2 separate regions of the Mus musculus genome follow, and region 2 is linked to region 1. The links are chromatin contacts, called in public HiChIP or PLAC-seq maps. All regions are on one chromosome and are shown on one strand. The core of a region is the stretch at or near the end of the contact, and the rest is flanking DNA. Distances in the headings are between cores, read along the strand shown. Region 1 has its middle 78 kb from the start of Gm26688. Region 2 overlaps Tfap2a (transcription factor AP-2, alpha).

Region 1 (3,450 bases), core at 545-3,044:
CAATTCACCGTGGATTCTTTGAGTGAGAACCACTGCACACAGCATAGATATTCTTACTGCCCATCATGACCTGGATTTGGCAAGAGAAAATTCAGAATCTTGCATTTTCTCCATTTCTTGGTGACATTGTTTTTTATTTTTTTAAATTCTCTTCACAAAAGGCCACCATTGAAAGGATTGAAGACTATGAAAATAAATAGTTCTCTGTCCTTCTGTTGGAAATGCTGTGGTCTTGGGCCGATTTGATAAAACAGGATGTCAGAAGAGGAGGAAAAAGGGAGACAGAACAGCAGAGCTCTGAATTTAGAAACCTTGCTGCACTCTCTGGATCTGATTTGGCCTGAGAACGCATCAGATAAAAATAACAAGTGGCGGGCGCAGCAGAGGACAGATCTGCAAGCGTCTTCTCTGCCCGGGGCCGCGCATGCCCAGTCTGCACCTTTTTTGGTGGTGAAGCACCGAACTGCATTCCCGAGCAGAAGGCCAGAGTGAGAAAGGGCCAGTGTTTGATGTATGAGCTTTGGCTTGCCATCGTGAGTCACCCCAGAACTAGCTGCAGGCAAAACAAAAATCTTTTGTGATTAATTAGAAAAACTGGACGCTTATGAATTGACTGCACACAGCCGGGGTATGGTAATATAAATAGTAATGACTCCGGCGCGCCTGATGAACACTCGTGTTTATATGAGATCACTGGAGAAAGGCAAAATTTTAACATGGAATCTGCTGAAATGGGATGACTTCTGATCTTGGACAATTTGAGGGTCTTGACTGAGATTTTAACTGATGCCTTCCAAAGGGGTTCAAGATGACCTTTTCTTCTCACACCCGTCCAAACTGTGCCAAAGCAGTCTTTTGCTCTTTACTTCATTTTTGCTTTTTGCTTTTTTATTTTAATTTTTTTAAAGATTGAACCCAAACATCCCTTTCGGCATCTCTCTGGAATCCCTCCCATCTTTTGCAAACCTCCCTTCCTGCACATGGAGTGGACATGTGGTTATTTTGCCCCTTTGGTCATGTCTGCTTCTTAGAAACAGGACTTGAACAAAGATATGTTTCGATTTTGAGACACTAGCTGTCTTATTATTCGAGGGAAGAGGCCAGTAGCAGCAGCAAGCTTTGAGGTCAGGGAACTCAAAGATCAGAATATTCTAGTGAGTTTCCTCTAGCAAATGGTTTATTCTATTTGGGGAATGTCAAGTGGATAGGCCTGTACACTATAAAGTGTAGAGTGGGGCTTTTAATAAGCACACACACACACACACACACACACACACTTACTTGCCTTGCTTCACTCTCTCTTCTCTTTGAACATCCCCCATTCTAAAGCTAGCGGATTATTATGATTCTTTCGTTTCAAGGAAGTTCCTGATGAAAAAACAATTAAACCCTGACAGTGCCTGAAAATGTCAAAACACAAATTTCTTCCAAGGATCAGTTTTTAGCCACCAGGGTGAGCAAGTTACCCTTTGTCCTGGGGCATCAGCGTGTAGCCAGAGCTGGTCACAGCCCAGAGAGGAGAAAAGAAAATGCCATTTTGCTGCTCGCTCTGTCCCCCAAGCCTCTACCCCTCTCGGACAAAAACGTCTTCCAGACCTTTGAAATTTGGTTTCTGTCAGGCAATTAACTTGTCTTAACAGTGCATTCTCCCCGTCTGCAAGTGCCTTTTTGGGGGCCTCTGTTTGCACTCGCCAGAGTTCACATTGTTTTCTATTATTATTCAAGCAGGGCCGCCTCAGTAGTAAACCCACTGACCATTCAATCAGAGCGGTAGCTGCAGTGGATAATTAAAAGTTCCCAACCTCTTGCCCCAAGGCCAGGTTAGAGCCAGTCAGAGAGGAGCCAGGTCCGAGCTGCTCAGGGAGCAATCGATCAGCTGATTAACCCTTCCTACTGATTGGTTAGAGCTGATTGCATCTCTAGTAAAGAAATCAGCTTTGGCCCTGGGGCACAAGAGGCAGCTATACATTCAGGGTGGCTGAGCCAGCAGGCTGGGGAGTCAGTGTCCTTATACAAAATGAAGGGGGAAAGAGACCTTCCCTGATAGAAAGGTTTTTTAATCTCACCACCATCATTTCCTACTCCCCTCCCCACCCCCAGACTATTTCTGCTTTTGTTTCTATAGAGAAGAATTTCTGCTTAGGTGTCAAGAATGGTGGAAGAGATTCCTGGCGGGGCAGTTAGTTGTTGATTCTGCCTGACAATAGAGTGTACCCTTGCAAAAAGCCCGAGGCCAGAAAGCACCACAGACACACCCTTCATAAAACAAGGTCCCTCTCCTGGCTGGCAGCTTTGCCTTCAGACCAGGTGACTGTGGCAGGGACATTTGCTAGGACATATTTATCTTTGGGTATGGATAAACAGCCTACCTCTCCTGTGCTTACATTCTGGCACAGTGAGTAACATTTACTGTATTGGAAAAGAAGCATTTAACAGAAATGATTACCCTGTTGTCCTTAAAGGGAGTAGCTGAGATGCTATCAGGTGGGTGTGGCCAGGCCATTCTAAGAAGCATCCAAAGGCAGGGAAGCTGGATCTGTCTGGATTTTGGTAGGAGAGCTCTTGTAGCGAGCCCACCTGGAAATCTTTAACCTCGATGGTCCCAGGCACGTCGCTTCTATCTGAGGCAGAAGGGGGAAAAGTTGAATTTCAGCAAGGCAGACTTTACCAATGTACCTTTCCAGTGCCTTCAAGAAAAGTCAAGCTTACGTTCATGTCTAAGGAAGCAGAATATGTGTCAGATACCTTAGTGGAGCACGAAGCACCAAGCTGGGAGCTTGGGGAAACAGATGTTTTCCAAAAATGTTGATATTTGCTTCTGTTTTCATGTACTTTAACTTTAACAGCAGCAGCAGCAACAACAACAACAACAAAGAGGAGACTTTTCAGAAACCCAGATATTATTTACCTCATAGTGAAATTAATGACAGTGTACACAGATCTCAGATTCTACTGAAGCCACCCTGGTCATAGGGATTCAGAGAATGTAAGCTTTAAGATGTGTCTCCAGAACCATGGCTAAGGAATGCTTAGAGGGGCTTGATGCTCCCAGGAGGCCGTGCGTGGGCAAGCCGGCAGGTGTAAAGGCAGTCTTGGAGGAAGGAAAAGGTATTGTAGAAGCCTCAAGAAGTGTGATTATTTTCATCCGGAGCTTAACCAAAGTACGAAGATCTGTATGATCTCAGATGTTTGTTAATTCCTTGATGGTTTTAATCTTCTGTTTCAAACAAGGTTGATCAGAGCATGCACCTATATGCATGTGTGCATTTGAACTCACACACACACACACACACACACACACACACAAAATGTTTTTTTCTTTTTTTTCAATGAGCTTGTGATTATTTAATTTACTCTTGATACATTGTTGAAATAAAAATTGAACTTAAAAAAAAAGGTATAAAATGTATTTATGCCATTTTGGGAAAGAGGTGGTGACCAAACCCACAG
Region 2 (3,593 bases), core at 858-3,357, 68 kb before region 1:
GATGGGTGTGTTGATAGGTGTGAGGGTGGAACAGGGCAGCCATTTTCAAACAGAAGTCGAGGAAACTGCAGTCGGGGATGGGGGTGGGGGTGGGGATGGGCGAGATTAACATTTTCAAACCCTCTTGGCCTTGTAAGCCAGCTAGGCACTGCTGAGTTTGCTCTCTGGATCGCACAGAGAAGAAGAAAAGTCTAAAGAAAGGAAACAAGTGGTTTCTGTTCCTTCCAACTTTTGGTGAAGAAAGTTTAGGGAGTTGGGTGTGGAGGGGAAACTTTGATCCCAAGTCCGTGGTTCTCTGGCCCTCACTTCCCTCCTCCACCTCTTGCCAGGAGAAGCCGTCCACCTAGCCAGGGACTTTGGGTACGTGTGCGAAACTGAATTTCCTGCCAAAGCAGTAGCAGAATTTCTCAACCGACAACATTCCGATCCCAATGAGCAAGTGGCAAGAAAAAACATGCTCCTGGCCACAAAGTAAGGCATTTACCTCTGCAGGGTCTGGGCTGTTCACTGTCAAAAGAAACAGAAATTAGCTCCTGCTCCCCCCACCCCCCACCCCCATCTTCCTTTCTTGTTGATCGGCTTTGCTGTGAATACTGAAATCAGGGCACCAGTGTCGAAGTGAGCGCAGTCTGTGTCACAAAGGAACCAGAGTGGGATTGTCCCTGTGTTTTCTGTGTTCTTCCTAAAGTCTGTCTCTTTCTGTGTTGACTTTTAAATGAATGTGGATGTGTGTGGTTTGCAGCCGGGGGTTTCACTGAAAGAGTATGGATTTGTGTTGCTTCAGAAAAAGTCAGAATCAAATCCTCACAGGGCTACCAACTAGGCTTGCCTGGGTTTTCTCTCTATCACTGTGTTCTGAAAGGCAGAGGCTAACTCGGCCTACAAAATGTGCCGTCCAGCAACAGCTCTACTCTTACCTCTAATCCCAGTTTCTATCCTCTCTCTCTCTTACACACACACACACACACACACACACACACACAGAGAGAGAGAGAGAGAGAGAGAGAGAGAGAGAGACTCAGAGACAGAGTTACATAGTTATACTATACTATGTATACTATGTAACTCTGTAAGTTTTAGTTAACTGGCAAGCTATCATCTCAGGGTTTCAAGATGGCCCAAGTTATATTCCCAAAGTGCCTGGGCTGAATTGACTTCTCTAGGTTGAAAAGAAAAATGACTGTCTTGATATGTTTGCTGGAAATTAAAAGGCTTGTTTAGAAGTCCTCAATTATCAAAAGCTGGTGTCACCGAAGGGCACCGCAGCAGAGAGTTAAGAGGCAGAGAGAGGCCTTGTGTGGGACAGTTTCTGGCCTAGTGATAGGCTTATACACACACACACACACACACACACACACACACACACACACACACACACACCCTCCCTCCATGGGCTGTAGCAACCTCAGGAAGGCCTCTGCTACTGCTGGCTTCCAGGACCAGACAAACTTCCTGTGTGCTGAGGTAGCTCTCTCTATGGCTCCCCACTTTAGTCTTAGAGACAGTCTGTCACTGACCCCAGAGCTCACTATTTGGACTAAAATGGCTGCCCAGCAAATCAGAGAGATCCCACTATCTCTCTGATCCAGCGCTGGGGTTAAAGACATAAGCCTCCAAGCTAGATTCTTACATAAATTCTGAGCATCCAAAGGCAGATCCTTGTGTGTGTGTGTGTGTGTGTGTGTGTGTGTGTGTGTGTGTGGTGTGGTCAAGTGTGAGTTCTCTCCCCGGGGCCTGCTGTTGTTTTGAAAAAGCAAAGTTTGCCTTTCTGCCTAAATTCAAGTCTCATCTGGTTTGAAGGTGAATGAGAGGAGACCCCATTCCACCAGCTTTTATTGTGGTTCCTTTAGGGATGTGGGGAGCAGGCTCTGGTGATATTTTGAAGAACAAGCCTGGCATTTCTAGAATACTGAAGAGGGATACTTGTGTTTTTCACTTCCGGTGTAACTTTTCTTTGCCTGTGAAATGCTTTCCTGTGTTCAGGGTGTTTGCTGTGAGAAAGGTGTAGGCAGAAGTTTGTCAGGGCTGAGGGTTGGAGGTGGGGAGAGAAGGGGAGGTCTTTTTGAAGTAGGAAGGGTATTCATTTAAGGGAGGAGTGTTGGTTTAGAAGTGACAGGCTTTGTTATTCTGAGTGACTGGCCTTGAGTCCTGAGTGGGGGAAGGTGGGCTGGATGGCTGAGGTAACTTCAGGGAGCGATGGTTTCTCACTACCACTAAGGCCTGATGGGAGCTTTCACTTCTGTCTCTGTTCCACTGCAGACAGATCTGCAAAGAGTTCACTGACCTGCTGGCTCAGGACCGATCTCCCCTGGGGAACTCGCGGCCCAATCCTATCCTGGAGCCTGGCATCCAGAGTTGCTTGACCCACTTCAACCTCATCTCCCATGGCTTCGGCAGCCCGGCGGTGTGTGCAGCGGTTACGGCCCTGCAGAACTATCTCACCGAGGCCCTCAAGGCCATGGACAAAATGTACCTCAGCAACAACCCCAACAGCCACACGGACAACAGCGCCAAAAGCAGTGACAAAGAAGAGAAACACAGAAAGTGAGGCTCTCCTCCCGCCCCGCCCCCGCCCGCCTCACCGGCCCGCGTCCCCCCACTCGCCCCTCCCCCACCCGGCAGGTGACAGCTCCGGGACCAGCCACTCCTACTGCTGCTGCTACTCTGCGTTGCCGCGCCGCCCTTCGTCCCCGGAGTCCTCCGGATTGCTCTCTCGACTGCCAGTGGGGCAGCCGCTGCCTACTCAGCGCCTTGCCTCAACTTCCCCATCAGTACCAACACCCCCTTTACCCTCGTGTGGAGCCTAAGAGAACAGAACAGGTCGTGAAGCCAGCAAAGAAAAGTTCTGTCGCGTTTGTGAACCTTTTTTTTTTTTAATCAAATCGACAACAAACATTAAAACTTTTTTTTTTTAAAAAGGACGTTAAAAAATTTAAAAAGTATATGAGCTTCATGGGACTAACTCATCGCCTTCCCTTGCGTACTTCAGATTGTAGCCATACTTTTAAAAAAAAAGGCAAAGAGGATAATGACATTTTTTATCAGTATTGTGAATAAACTTGAACACAAATACAGAAGTTCTATGTCCTGTCTTCAGTTGTAGAAGTTGTCTTCTGCAAGGTACAACCACCCACTTGAACTTCCTCTGATGACACAATCCACAATTCTATAAGGGAATCAGTGTTCACGTCTCTGTATATATTTATTTATGTGTAATTTAATGGGATTTGTAAATATGGTGAGTCTGTTTTAAACCTTTTTTTATTTATCTGGTGATCTCGTTTACCTCCTGTTTAGTGGGCTTTGGATCCTCCCTGTTAGTTCTTCATGTGGTTTTACTTAGAAATCCAAGGTTTGGGTAAGACTCCCCCTCCCCACCCCTTTTCTCCAATTCATGGATTTAGCCCCGTGGTAGCATGTTAAACGATTATAATGAAACAGCTGAACAAAAACATTTTTAAGGTAAAATAAAAATTTATATATAATTAGTATTACATTTAGCTTTTCATTGAACTGACAGGAAAAAAATCAGTGATATTGGGAGATTGGAAAAAAATTTCTTAAACTGGAGTGATTTGATAATCCTTCTATGG

Evidence for each region. HiChIP or PLAC-seq counts read pairs in DNA pulled down with a chosen protein or histone mark.
Region 2: a contact with region 1 is called in an H3K27ac HiChIP or PLAC-seq map of embryonic stem cells, with 16 read pairs. The contact joins two enhancer-like sites. A contact is called at or near these places in 7 of 484 Hi-C or Micro-C datasets (the AML12 cell line, cerebral cortex, embryonic stem cells and 3 more), 7 of 115 datasets of contacts at active chromatin or transcription factors (all in embryonic stem cells) and 1 of 9 other capture datasets (adipose tissue).

The regions. Positions count from the first base shown.
Region 1 is chr13:40,648,310-40,651,759 of GRCm38.p6, reverse strand. No RefSeq gene overlaps it. Among named protein-coding and RNA genes, the nearest start is that of Gm26688, 78 kb to the left of the region's middle. Within about 2 kb of position 1,794, at least 26 of the 459 cell types and tissues checked have an H3K27ac peak or open chromatin away from gene starts, as enhancers often do. A contact at or near this core is called in embryonic stem cells, where this site is marked.
Region 2 is chr13:40,716,070-40,719,662 of GRCm38.p6, reverse strand. Tfap2a (transcription factor AP-2, alpha) reads left to right here. Exons shown (of 7, transcript NM_011547.5): 6 at 330-471; 7 at 2,260-3,593. The coding sequence ends at 2,548. Among named protein-coding and RNA genes, the nearest start is that of Gm26688, 9.9 kb to the left of the region's middle. Within about 2 kb of position 2,107, at least 15 of the 459 cell types and tissues checked have an H3K27ac peak or open chromatin away from gene starts, as enhancers often do. A contact at or near this core is called in embryonic stem cells, where this site is marked.